Linked DNA regions of Mus musculus: region 1 is linked to region 2. Evidence: chromatin contacts called from public promoter capture Hi-C data. All regions are on one chromosome and are shown on one strand. Each heading gives the region's core, a stretch centred on a gene start, on an enhancer-like site or on the middle of the called end of the contact. The rest is flanking DNA. Distances are from core to core; before and after follow the strand shown. Region 1 holds the start of 1700025F24Rik (RIKEN cDNA 1700025F24 gene). Region 2 holds the start of Best3 (bestrophin 3).

Region 1 (6,326 bases), core at 604-3,103, 2.4 Mb before region 2:
AAAAGGGCCTGAATAGGGCTTGATGTAGGCTGAGGAAGTAGCAAATGATGAATCTCCTTCAACCTCAGCTGGCGCTTTGCAGGGGAAGGGTGGCCAGGGGGGCCAACTGTAGCAATCACTTAACTGCCACCAGATCCTTGCGGCTCAGCAGGAAGGATGGATGCTTAAAGCTTTCTTCCTTTTGGTGAAGAGAAAAAGATTATTTTCCTGTGATGGGAAGACGGTTGGTGCTCACTCGCCTAGGGGAAAGGACGCGGAAACCTCACTCCTGCCCTTGCCCCACTTCGCCCTGCCACAGCTTTTCAGCAAGTTTGATCTTGGTCCACTTACTCTTGTTTCCCTCCGCTTCTCAGGCCCCTCCCCATCCCCTTTCATCTCCTCTGTCTCCCTGCCCCTGTTGATCTTCTTTTCCCACACTGTTAAAGGAACATGTTTTGAACTCTGGAACTGTAGAAAGACCTAGCACCCGAGAACGCGATGAATGGAGCAAGAACTCCCTGAACTGCTCACAAGCCGCCTGTTCTCCTTCCTGGGCACCCGGCTCTCACTCCCACCCACCACCCGCCACAGTGGGTGAGTTCCCTTACATTCCAGGGCTGCTTAACTATTAGGAACTATTAGACGAATCACTTACCTTAACAAAGATCAATGGCGATCTTTAAGCTTCCTCAAATGTCACGATTATTTCCAGGTTTTCAGACAAGGCTCAGACCTGTGAAATAGAGATCCAATGACTTGGGTATTTTCAGGATGACACTATTTCTGCATGATGTTTTCCAATAGACGTAATCATGGATCAAGCACAGTTAAGAGATTTGAGCTTCGTATTTTTATGAACATTCCAAATGAAGCAAATTGGAGACATGATTTAGTTAAGGCTTCTAGTGAAGTACATACCAGAGCATATAGGTGCTGGGGTAGGATATATTTTGTGCATGTATGAGTCACCGCCTGAGGTTCTGTCACTAGTGAGACTCCGTGGTGGGTACCAACAGGCTTGCTTAGTGAGTGAAGAGTTAATGTATCCCAAGAGTTGTAAAGTGCACCCAACGTAAGTTCAGGTAGGGAGAGCCGGGTCCAGGATTCCAACTGCTCTGTGTCTGATTCCTAGAACTACAGAGCATCCTGCTTAGTTTTTGTATTGGAGAACACAATCTCCATCCTTTTATGTTTGAGGTCAGATGTTATAAATTACAATGACTCATTGTGAACAAAATAAAACAAACTAGGTGTCCTGGCTAGTTTTATGTCAACTTGACACAAGCTAAAGTCACTTGAGAGGAAAGAAATGCAATTTTAAAAATGCCTCCGTAAGGTTAGGAAAGCAAGCCTTGTAAAGCTAGCAATTGATAGGGAAGGACCACGCCCATTGTGGGCGGTGCCATCCCTGGGCTGGTGGTCCTGGGTCCTGAGCAGGCTAAGCAAGCTGGTAAGCATCACCTCTCCACTGCCTCTGCATCAGCTCCTGCCTCTAGGTTCCTGTCCTGTTTTGAATTCCTGCCCTGACTGCCTTCGATGATGATGATGAAGAAGAACTGTGATACGGAAAAGTAGGCTAAGTAGACCTTTCCTTCCCAAGTTGCTTTTGGTCACGGAGTTTCATCTCAACAATAAAAACTCTAGCCATGACATTGGAATTTTAATAAAGGGAGAAAAACTATGACCCACATCACTGACCTGGAGCACTGTTGTTTACTCCTATCAAATCTATCACATGTACTTCTGAGGTGAGCAGGTGTCTGTCTGTAAGCTTTAAGTGCTGTTAGCAAGACCAGAGGGACCAGAGGCTAGCATTTTACATAACATCCTGTGGGGAGCGGGTGTGGCGGTTGTCCCAAGATGGTGCCCGGGACTGCAGCCTGACTTCCTCATACACCCGGAAATAAGCCATGTCCATCGTGAGAGCTGCGCAGGCGCACCATGACCTAAGATCAGGGCATTTGACGAAGGCCAATGAACTGAGATTACGTGGACTGGGCTGATGGGGCATGGTTGAGGGGTTATGTAAGGGATTGCGATTGGGGGCTAGAGGAGAGTCCTGCTTGCATGTCGGAAGGTTCCTGAATAAACTGATTTGAGAAGAACTCTGTGTTGTCACTCTTTTCTGCTGGTCGGAGACAGAAGCGACAACATCCTGAATGTATTTAAACGCATGAGTTTTGCTCTTTGAGGGCATCTGCAGGTAAAAGTTGGAACGCTTCAGGCCTTGTCTCTGTCAGTCCTGAAGACAATTTAAGAAGAGCAAGAGATACAACTGAGAGTTTGACATTAGAGAGTTTATCAAACATGCATTTGTTTAAAACAATTCTTTTTATGTTGTCTTGTTTTTTTGAGACAAAGTTTCACTGTCTAGCCCTGGCTGTCCTGGTACTCACTCTGTAGACCAGGCTGGCCTCGAACTCTTAGAGATCCACCTGCCTCTGCCTCCAAGTGCTTGGTTTAAAGGCGTGACCCACCACCACTCAGCTAAAATAACTCTTGTAATCCAAAAAAAAATTGCATATTCCTCATCAAAACGTTTAATTGAAATCTTCTTGACATACAGGTTAAGTCACATTAGAGAGAAGACATAAGAATGTGTTTAAATCACTTTGCTATAATAGGATTTTGTAGATAAAAGCCTAATTTAAAATAAATGGGCCACTGGCTAGGTTTAGACATTTTCATCATATGAATTTCTCCTCTGAATGTATTTGTAGTAATGGGTTTTTGGGTGACTGTCAAACAGTCAGTTGTCTTAGACATCGCACCTCTCTTTGTGTAGGTCTGATAACTGATGAGCACCGTATAGAAGTTTTAATAATGACAAAGACAGAGTTTGGCACAGGTGTGAGGCTTTCTTCTGTATCAACCCCTCAAATAACTTCTGTTCAGGGGATTCGAATGCAGAAAGTTTCAGTATTCATTCAACAACTGTGTGTGAAACACTTAGGTAGGTGAAACATGGCTCTCATGTTTAAGACCCATCTCTGGATAGAGTAGGCAAAAATGGACAACTGTTGGGGTTTGGTCTTTTTCTATCTATTGCAATGCTAAGTGCAGGTCCCCAAGACCTGGTTGTCCCAGAGGCAAGAGAGTCCACAGTAAAATGCTAACTGACCCTGACCCCATTCTGATTGGTAAATAAAGATGCCAACAGCCAATACCTGGGCAGAAGAAACATAGGTGGGGTTCAGGTTTCACTGCCTTGGGGTCAGAAGGTGATCATGAGGAAAAAAAGAAGGTGCAGTAGGGGGAAGAAGAAAAAGCCTCTATGGGTTAGAAGTCAATAGAACATGGCCCAGAGGGCTGGGTCACTGGAATTAAGGGCAGTCCAGATGAAATTTAGCAAGTAATAACTCGGGGTTATCAATAGGAAAGTAGATTCTAACAGCAAAGAGGGTAGGCAGCTGCTCAGATTTTGTTCTGTTTGTATTGTAAATATAAAGAGAGTGTGTGTGTTTTATCTGGGAACTAAATGGTCTAAGGCAGGGTAGAAACCCCAGGTTGGGATGAAATATTTCTACAACAGACCACAAATAACAAACATACTAAATAGATGTGTTTGAATAAAAGGAACCGTAAGTGAGTACTACCTGACAACCTGAGTATTCCATGAGAGAAAGGCAAAGGAGAGTCAGGTCAAAATCAGGCAATGTTAACAGGTGACACTACCACTTAAATCCCAGGATCACAACAAACCTGGCCATGAAGGTAACAACAAAGTCTCAGATCTTTGCAACAAGGTTCTGATTTGATAACAGAATAGCAACAAGCAGAATAAACTGTGCATTCACGATGCTCACCGGTGGGATACCCAGGGTGTATAGAGCCCAGCCAGGCTGAGAAGAGCTCTGGAAAACAAGCCTCTGCTAGACTTCCTCCTGTCCTCCCCCTTACTGCTGTATTGCAAAGCAAGAAGTATACAGGGAAAGGAGACCAGGCATCACAGCGGTTCTTTGTTTTGTTTTGCTGTTGCTAGGAATGAAGGCACTTAGCGTGAAGTGGTATGGCAATGGCAGCTTGGACGCTGGGGTAGCAAATTCTCAGAGACCGAGTTAGATGGTTTTAGCCCCTGCAAAAAGCTTGTCCGGAGGGGAAGGATTTATTTTGGCGAGAGGTCTCACGGGAACTCTAGTTATTTGGTTCCACGTACTTCATTATCATGGTGAAGAAGACGAATGTCAGAAGCTGTTTCACAGCATGGTGGACCTGAAGCACAGAGAATAGACAGGAAGGAGCAAGGATACGGAGCTGTAGGGGATGTTCCTGGAGGCTTGCTTCTTCCAGGTAGGTCCGATCTCCAAAAGTTTCTAGCACCCTCAAACATAGCTCTGCCAGCTAGCAACCTAGGTTTCAAAACGTGAACCCATTGAGGGAGCATTTCGTATTTAAGTCACAACAGGATCGGTGCTCTAAAGCCAGCTTGAGGAAAAAAAAAAAAAAGGTGGAGGTTCACAATTAGCCTTAAAAATTCCTCCGGAAGGAGCTGCAGATCTTCGAGTCTTGTCTCTGAAGATTCATTCCGACAAGTTCGCATTTGAAACAGATCTGGTGTTCTTCAGATGAGCAGTAGATAAAATAGTTGCTCTCATTGAAGGGGAGACTTTAAATAAGACAGAGAAACTGAGATACACTTAGGACATGACAGATTCCTGTCTCTGGCCTAACATCTGGCAGCTCGGTCATCGAGAGCAGCAGCAGCAAGCACTATCTTAGTATCTATTTCTTCCCCAAGCAAATACTGTTGAATTTTTAAATCGTTTCTTACAATTAATTGGTGAAAAGCTGACTCTAGAGCAAGAAGCATCAAATCACCTGCTTATTGGGTGCTATCAGTGTGTCTCCAGCTTGCCGTGCCTGCCTCTATCAGGGATAATCTCACTGCGAGTAGCTTGTGTTCTAATGCCAGGCACAGCTTCTGAAGTTTAGGGTGCTGGGCAAGTGTCCTCTCTCACTGTTGAAGATGGCTTTATTTCCTAAACTGTTGCAAGAAGAAGCCTCCTGAATGCTCTTGTTTAGGTTTATTTCAGTAAAAGATAAGTTACTAAAGAAAAGGCTTGTGCAAGATACCACACCTCGTCTCTGCACTTACCTCAAGCTCTCAAATTAAGAGGAAAAAGAACTGCTGGAGACAGCCAATGCGTTTAGGGAGAGTTCACGCTATCATGAAGCTTGCCGACCCCTGGCTCAGTTATTAGCCAGGATTTTTCTGATTATGTATGCATAGTCTTTTCCTTGGGGATAAGAAATAAGAAGATTATGTTTTCTTTGTCTAAGCAACATATTACAAGCTTACCCAAGATTAGCCACATTATAACAATGAAGAGTCTGCATTCAAGATTCCAGCTATTTGACTTTAAATATTACACAAATTGAAGTAGACTCCTTCAAATGCTTCAAACTAAAAAAAAAATCAAGTAAATCTCAATCAAACGCAACTCTTAAGTGTGTGTTCGTCTCTCCTTGCTTTCTTTTGGAAGAATGTAAAAGAGAGAAAAACAACAACAACAACAACAAAACAAACAATTGAAATTTACTTTCACACCCTTCCAATGTTCTTAATGTGACTTTCAAACAAATTCAAAAGTATTTATGCCACCTCACATTTTCATTATGACTGCAATGAGAATAGCATTGGTCCCTTTAGGAAATACTGAGCCTAGAAATTGGTAGCAGAGTCTGTCTCTGAGTTGTAGAGAGTCTTGAAAAAGTATTGCTGCGTCCCCACTGCTTGTCAGGTTTGTCTAAATTCTCCAGGCACTTTCTCATAAATAGAGTGAAATGACACTTAGTTTAAACTAGGTAATCCTGTCCAGTAACTTTAACAGCAAGGGCTAGTTACTTGAATAATTTAAAGACTATTTTAGTTGGAGATTAAAATTAAGTTGTTCATTCTAACTGTATATAAGTTGCATATACTTTGGCTCTGGTAAATGTTGGTATATGATATTTTGGTATTAATTTGAAAGATTGTTTTATATATAATAAAGTTTATTAAAATATATACTTTAAAAAATAAAAGTTGAGGAATGAAATAGCATTCCCAAAACAACTCTGTGATCAAAACTGAAAATTACCCAGCTACCTGTAACAGGGCTGTGGATGGTGGCACACGGGTGGGACCTCTGAGCAAATACCCTGTGTGCATAGGCATGCACTAGAGCTAGGTGTTTCAAATGACCAATGGGGGCACACGTGGAGCAGGGTTCTAGTGTGACATCTGGATTTCAGGAGGCCTGTGAAAACCCTGATGGTTCTCAACATCTCAGAGGACCAGTGGTTCAGTCCAGGTAGCGAGCAATTATTGTTAGAATACCACATCTGGCACAACTTGGTCCTGGAAC
Region 2 (6,056 bases), core at 3,100-5,599:
CAAATTCCTCCAAACTGGAAGAGTTAAACTCAAAGTCAATACCAGGCAAAGCACAAACTATGGTTATATTTTCAGGTCTGCTTGATTTTGGAGACCTATGAATCCAACAGTTCTTGGTAAATATTTAAGATAAAAAGGATCTGCTTTTATAAGAATTTACAATGAGACTTTTTTAAAAAAGAAGAAAAAAGCAAGTTAAAGTGATTGCTGCGAATGTTTGTACTCTTTGATCTTTGGAAAGACAAAAATCTGTGTAGAGTTTTGGGGTGTAAGTTTGATATTGGAGCATTTCCAGGGATATAGCAGTTGCTCTTGGGGCTTCTCTCTTCTAAACAGCAGTAGCAGCAGTAAACTCACATTAGTGAAGAATGAACTGATGAGATAGTGATACTGGAACACCACTAATCTGCCACCATGTCATACTCTGAAGGTTCAAGGAACAGATAAGTGAACTGTTAAGGTAATATAGGAGATATCTGAAAGATATCAGACGTCTCTAAGAATATTTGACAAAAATCTATTCTTGCGATTTTTGCCTTGGTGTTTTTTGTTCTGATTATTTTTGAACTGGGGACTGAACCCAGAGCCTGCCAGTTGCTAGGCAAAGCATTCTACCACTGAGCTAATTCCTTAGTCCCACAAAATCTGTTCTAATATGTATACTGGTATGGAATGATAGTGTTCTGTCTTTTTTTTTTTTGACAGAGTTTCTTATAACTCAAGCAGCAAGTTATCTTGAACAGGATCCTCCTGTCTCCATTGCCTCAATACTGGGATTACAGGTGTGTGCTATCAGTGCCTGGGGATTGAGTTCAGGGTTTTGTGCTTGCTAGGCAGGCATTGTACCAACTGAGCTACATCCTCATCTTTGGGCTGGAAGTACTGATGGGTTGTTGTGAACAAGATAGTTGTTCACAGTTTGCTTTTGGAAATGATCAGCCAACTAAATGAATACCTCTCCTCTCCAAGTGGAGTCTCATAGTTTCAAAGAAGGATGTAGGTGAGACTGTGACTCACAGTTAGTTCACCTTCGATGGAAGAAAAAATTTTATACCTAGCTAAGGTGGAAATACAGCCTTGAAAATCTTAGGCTTTCCTTTTAGCTTCCTCCAATGTAATTCAGTTTTAGTTTATTAACTCCTAAAGCTTCATTTTTTTTTAATCACAGTGATGAAATGTTACTAAGACAATACTTTTCAGTTGGGAGAGGTGGATATGCTAGCCCTCAAAGTATGAACCTGACAGGTACCCGTGTTATAAAGAATAGATACCTTCTCTTGCAAATGTGACATCCTGAAATCAGAAGACATAAAGAGAACAAATTATTCCTCAGGCCTTAGTTCTTTGGTGAGGTTGGAGGACATCATCCCAGGTCAGAGCTTACCATCCAGACTACAGGAAGGAAAGCTGTCTGGTAAATTCTATTCACCCATATGTTAACTCCACGTAGAGTTGCAGTAAGCTGTCAGATCACATGTTCAAACTCCACATGACATCACTGAGAGAAACACAAAAGCATTTGTCTGTGGGCTTTGGCCGTTAATCGGCACACCGATGAGGATGTCAGCATAAAACTTTCAGTTGACACTTAAAGCAGCTAGGCTGATACCTCATCGGGATCCATCTCTGTGGGGCTGGAATTAGAGCCCATTGTCTGAACGGTGGCTGTCAATTGCTCCAAATACGTGGTTAGGTGTGGATTAAAATACCCTATCCTGAAGAGAGGACGCCAGAGAGGTTCATGCGGGGGGTGGGGAGGGGTGGGGAGATTGTTACATAATGCAGAGGCTAGCGGCAACCAAGGGGATCCAGTTTTTGAGACTGTATTCTTACATAATGCCTGGGGGGGCCATTTAAGGAGACATGCAAAACGAAGGTACCTGTACACCAGACTGATTGCTGTGTAAAGAACAGCAAAAACAATAAATTCCCTGTACAGCAGCTTGTAGATACTACCTCTCCACTTGAGAAGCAACCTATGAAATCCAAAAAATGTTGCATTTGCTACTTTACTGGAGTAAGTGACAGTCATCGTGGGTGGTTTTGTTCTAGAAGAGCAAGAAGACAAAACACGAGTGAAAAGCAAAGTTGGATGTCAACACAGGCATACACTTTCCCTTTCTTTCTTAACCAAAGGAAACTAAAGCCAAAAACTAATCAGCTGACCCACCCTCCATGCATCACGCACTCCTCTCATAGTTTAGAACTTGTAGATAATACCGTATCACCATCTAGCATCTCGGCACTAAATCTGACACAGAAGGAGAAGAAGATGGTCCCTAGAAAGACTGTTTTTAGAAGCCCTGACATTTCTGCATTCGATAAGCATTATTTTAGAGTCTGTAGCTTTTGCCCAATACATAATCAACATTAGCACATGAGGCATACTAGCCACTTCTTAGTCGCAGGAGGATTTAGGAAATTGGTTTGCTAAACTGATGATGTTTTTAAAAAGCAGTGGCTATACTCGTTGTTTGGGCCAGTGTCTGCTAAAATCCTTAAAGAAATATTGATTTCACCTTTAAACTTCCTAAGAGGAAAAAGTTATTGATCCCTTCTTAGGAACCAGGAGCGATTGTCAGGAGGAAGCCCGGCCCCCAGAGCAGTTTAACAGATGGGCTACTTGGGTGTGTCGGGGGGTGGGGGTATCTTCCTGAGATGTGAGTCTCTCAGCAGCTCTCAGGGTGTACAGTCGGAATTCTGTACCTTTCAAAGGGAGCCGTAAACTTGATATTAAAAAGGCTACACTTTCCCCTTGGAAAGTCTCAATGAAATAATCAGAGACAAACAAACTGAGTCTTTTCTTTCTTATTTTGGAAGACAGGGTCATCCCACATTGACCTTGAACCTGGCCTTGAACTTTTGCTCCATTTCCAGTGAGCGCTGGAATTGTGGGACTGTACCACCGCCACTGTATGTAGTATTTACTTAGCGTTTTGCTTGGCACCGAGTCTTGTGTGTGCTGGGCAGGCACTGTCTCATGTGTGCTACATCCCTAGTGTGTCTGTAATTTAGAACACCTTGTTCTGGATTCATTTCGTGGACGTGGGCAGGATGAGAATGGGGCCTAATCCCAGTTTTCTTTGAGCTCCCTGGCATGCCTCGGCTTCTCACTGAGATGTGCCATCGGACTTCGAATAGATGGCTCAAAGCCGACCTTTGTTTGGAAACCTTACTCAGCTAACTGGGTAGTATAGGTCACATGCAAACAAAAGGAGATCTCTTTAAAATGTTAACTTTTCTCCAAAGGAACTACAAAGAACTTCTCACAGAGCAACACAGGCTGATAGATTTTAGGTCAAAATTATAATACACACACCCACACAAAAACCCAACCAAACAAACCCTAGAGCATATTTTTTTCCCCCCGTAGAGCGATTTATATCACACATTCTATCACAAATAAGAGAATGTTTCATTTAGACAGGCAAATATCCAACTGTGATTTATCCAGTTTCTCTAAGGACGTAAGAGCTGGCAGCTGTATCCACAGCAACAACAGCAAAGTGCTGATTTGTCCTCCATGGTTGTTGATTTTAATTAAACAAACCAGGGCCCTTTGCCTAAGTCAGTAGGTGACACCACAGAAGGGTGGGGTGCCTGCCCTAAAACAGGCTTCGCTTTGAGATCGCCACCTTGTCTCTCTGCCTCGGGAGAACTCAGCGACAGGGGAGAACAGAACAGCAATGTCCTAAGCTCTTCTCCAGGCAGGCCCCGTCAAGGGACAGCCTCTAACCAATCCCCTTTTCTTCCATTCACTCCTTCACCCTCAGTTCAGGCTCTGTCCGAAACCCGACGCCCACCAAGCATAAGGTCACGTTCAAGTGCAGAAGCCGGCTCGCGCACTAACCTATTTCTTTGGAGTCTCTCAAGGGAAGAGAAATCTTCAAACGATCTGCCGTCCCTGAAGAGGTGCCGGCTTCCACCCTCACTGGTGACCAGCTGGGTTTCCTCCTAGTTCTCCTGCTGCTGTGGCGATCCAGCGTGTAGTGAGTCCAGGGTTAAATGTTTTTCCACTTGCAGAGGCCTGTCTGTGCCAGTTTGCCCACTGATGACAGTTATAGCTGGGGACAAACAGAAGTGACAGCTGCTGATGGTGCTTTTTTCTAATCTATAATTATAACTCCACCTGCCGCCCAAAGTACCCCTTTGAACAAGAAGTCAGCGGCGGTGGCGGGAGGATGCTGGGCCATTTAAGTCCAGTTAAGATTCATTTCAACTCTGGCCTGGGATCAAGGAAGAAAAGCCTTTTTCTACTGAAAAGGTCTGAACATACTCCAGTAGCCAAAGAGGGGATTAGGACAGTCTTTTTGTGCATGAAATGAAGAATAAATTCTTATGGAGCCATACACTGGGGCAGACAGGAATGAAAGCAAGAATTCTGATCTTCTGAGAGATCTTGAGAATGCTCTTCCATTAAAAGCAGCAAGAGTGTGTGTGTGTGTGTGTGTTTAGGATGTGAGTATATTTATGTGCATGTGTAGTATGTGTATGTGTGGTATATATGTGTGTGTGCATGCATGTGTGTCTAGGGTATGAGTACATTTATGTACATGTGTGGTATATAGGTGTGTATGTGTACATGTGTATGGTGTATAGATATGTATGGTGTATAGATGTGTGTGGTATATAGGTGTGTGTGTGTGTATGTATGTAAGTGCATGTGTGTTGTATATATGTGTATGGTGTATAGGTGTGTATGTGTTCATGTGTATTGTGTACATGTGTGTGTGTACATGTGTGTGGTTTATATATGTGTGTGCACGCACATCCATATGTGCATGCATGTATGTGTAGGATGTGAGTATATTTGTATGGTAAGTATGTGGTGTACATGTGAGTGTGGTATGTGTGTGTGTGGTGTATGTGTGTGTGGTGTGTGTTTTAGAAGTGCACAGAGAATTATGTGATGGCCTGGTGCAGTGGAAAACTGTAACCCTCTGTCTTATTATGTTTCTCCCATGGTTAACCAGAAAAGCTTGTTATTCGAGATGGTTTCTTTCAGATTTATAATAATAGATATTTTCTTTCTTAAAAGAGGCTGCTCATCTGAGTTCTGTAGGTGATAGACTAATTAATTAATCTGAGGGTCATTTCCTGAGACCCTGTTAACTTTCTGAGGTAATTTTTCCACCTGTCATTACACCACAAGCTTAAAGAGAATAGCAAAAAATAGTTTTTGTAGAGAAACATGTAGAATAAAATATTATAAAAATCAAGACTAGGCTATGCCTGGTGGGTCATGACTGTAATCCTATTGATGGGAAAGTTGAAGCAGGAGACTTACCCTGAGTTCAAGGGTAGCCTGGGCAATTCAGTAAGTTCCAGGATAGCCTCAAAACAAATAAGCAAATGGATGCTTCCCCCACAGCCCTAAAAAGGAATACATAAAATTCAAATTTCTAAAGAATTAGTCAACCTTATGTGCATGTGAGCGACTTGGTCAAACCGCAAGCGCTTTAGAGTCCTGACAGATTAATTTTTCTGGCTTATTTGTATTGCTGGCTTATTTGTCCCTGTTCCTCTTGTTGCTAACTTCAGGTCGGGGGTCCTGTGAATAATGAATATTCATTTAGTAATTGTGTGCTAACTGATCGCACCCCTGGGGCTCCATTAACGGGTACTGGATCTTGTTACTGTTTGGTTATCACACTTCCACAGCTTTGAGTACCACGGGGGATTTGTGAACATGCAGAATGCAAACGTCGTATGCCACATCTTACATCTGTACTGCGGAGAAAGTGGGCGGTTAGACCTGCAATATTGTAAACAGTTTTCAGATTTGGTGAGCGTTATGGAATTTGAACTTCTATAAACCCTTGTGTGTACAAAAGGGAAACACTGCAGGCTCTATACCTCCCCGCTCCGGCTAGATGTGTAGCGGCCCCCAAACAGCGTAATTTGCAGTGGCCTTAACAGAAAACCAGGAAATCAGCATGCTTTGCAGGTGCGGTGTAAGCACTGTGGGTTGGTGAAGGCCACCAGGTATCCCATAGTGTTCTTTTTCTGCTACAAAGATGTGGTAGACAATCCCTACATGAGCATGCCGTTAGATA

What was found. Promoter capture Hi-C pulls out the DNA fragments that hold promoters and counts their contacts.
Region 1: a promoter capture Hi-C map of pre-B cells shows a contact between it and region 2, with 4 times the contacts expected there. The contact joins the promoter of 1700025F24Rik here to the promoter of Best3 in region 2.

The regions. Positions count from the first base shown.
Region 1 is chr10:119,408,971-119,415,296 of GRCm38.p6, reverse strand. 1700025F24Rik (RIKEN cDNA 1700025F24 gene) reads right to left here and starts at 1,853. Exons shown (of 4, transcript NR_040578.1): 1 at 1,678-1,853; 2 at 635-712; 3 at 1-178. Gm40778 (a long non-coding RNA gene) reads left to right here and starts at 3,476. Exons shown (of 3, transcript XR_872101.2): 1 at 3,476-4,269.
Region 2 is chr10:116,984,607-116,990,662 of GRCm38.p6, reverse strand. Best3 (bestrophin 3) reads right to left here and starts at 4,349. Exons shown (of 10, transcript NM_001007583.1): 1 at 3,851-4,349; 2 at 1,881-2,048. The coding sequence starts at 2,032. Gm46182 (a long non-coding RNA gene) reads left to right here and starts at 3,900. Exons shown (of 3, transcript XR_001779645.1): 1 at 3,900-3,989; 2 at 5,662-5,785.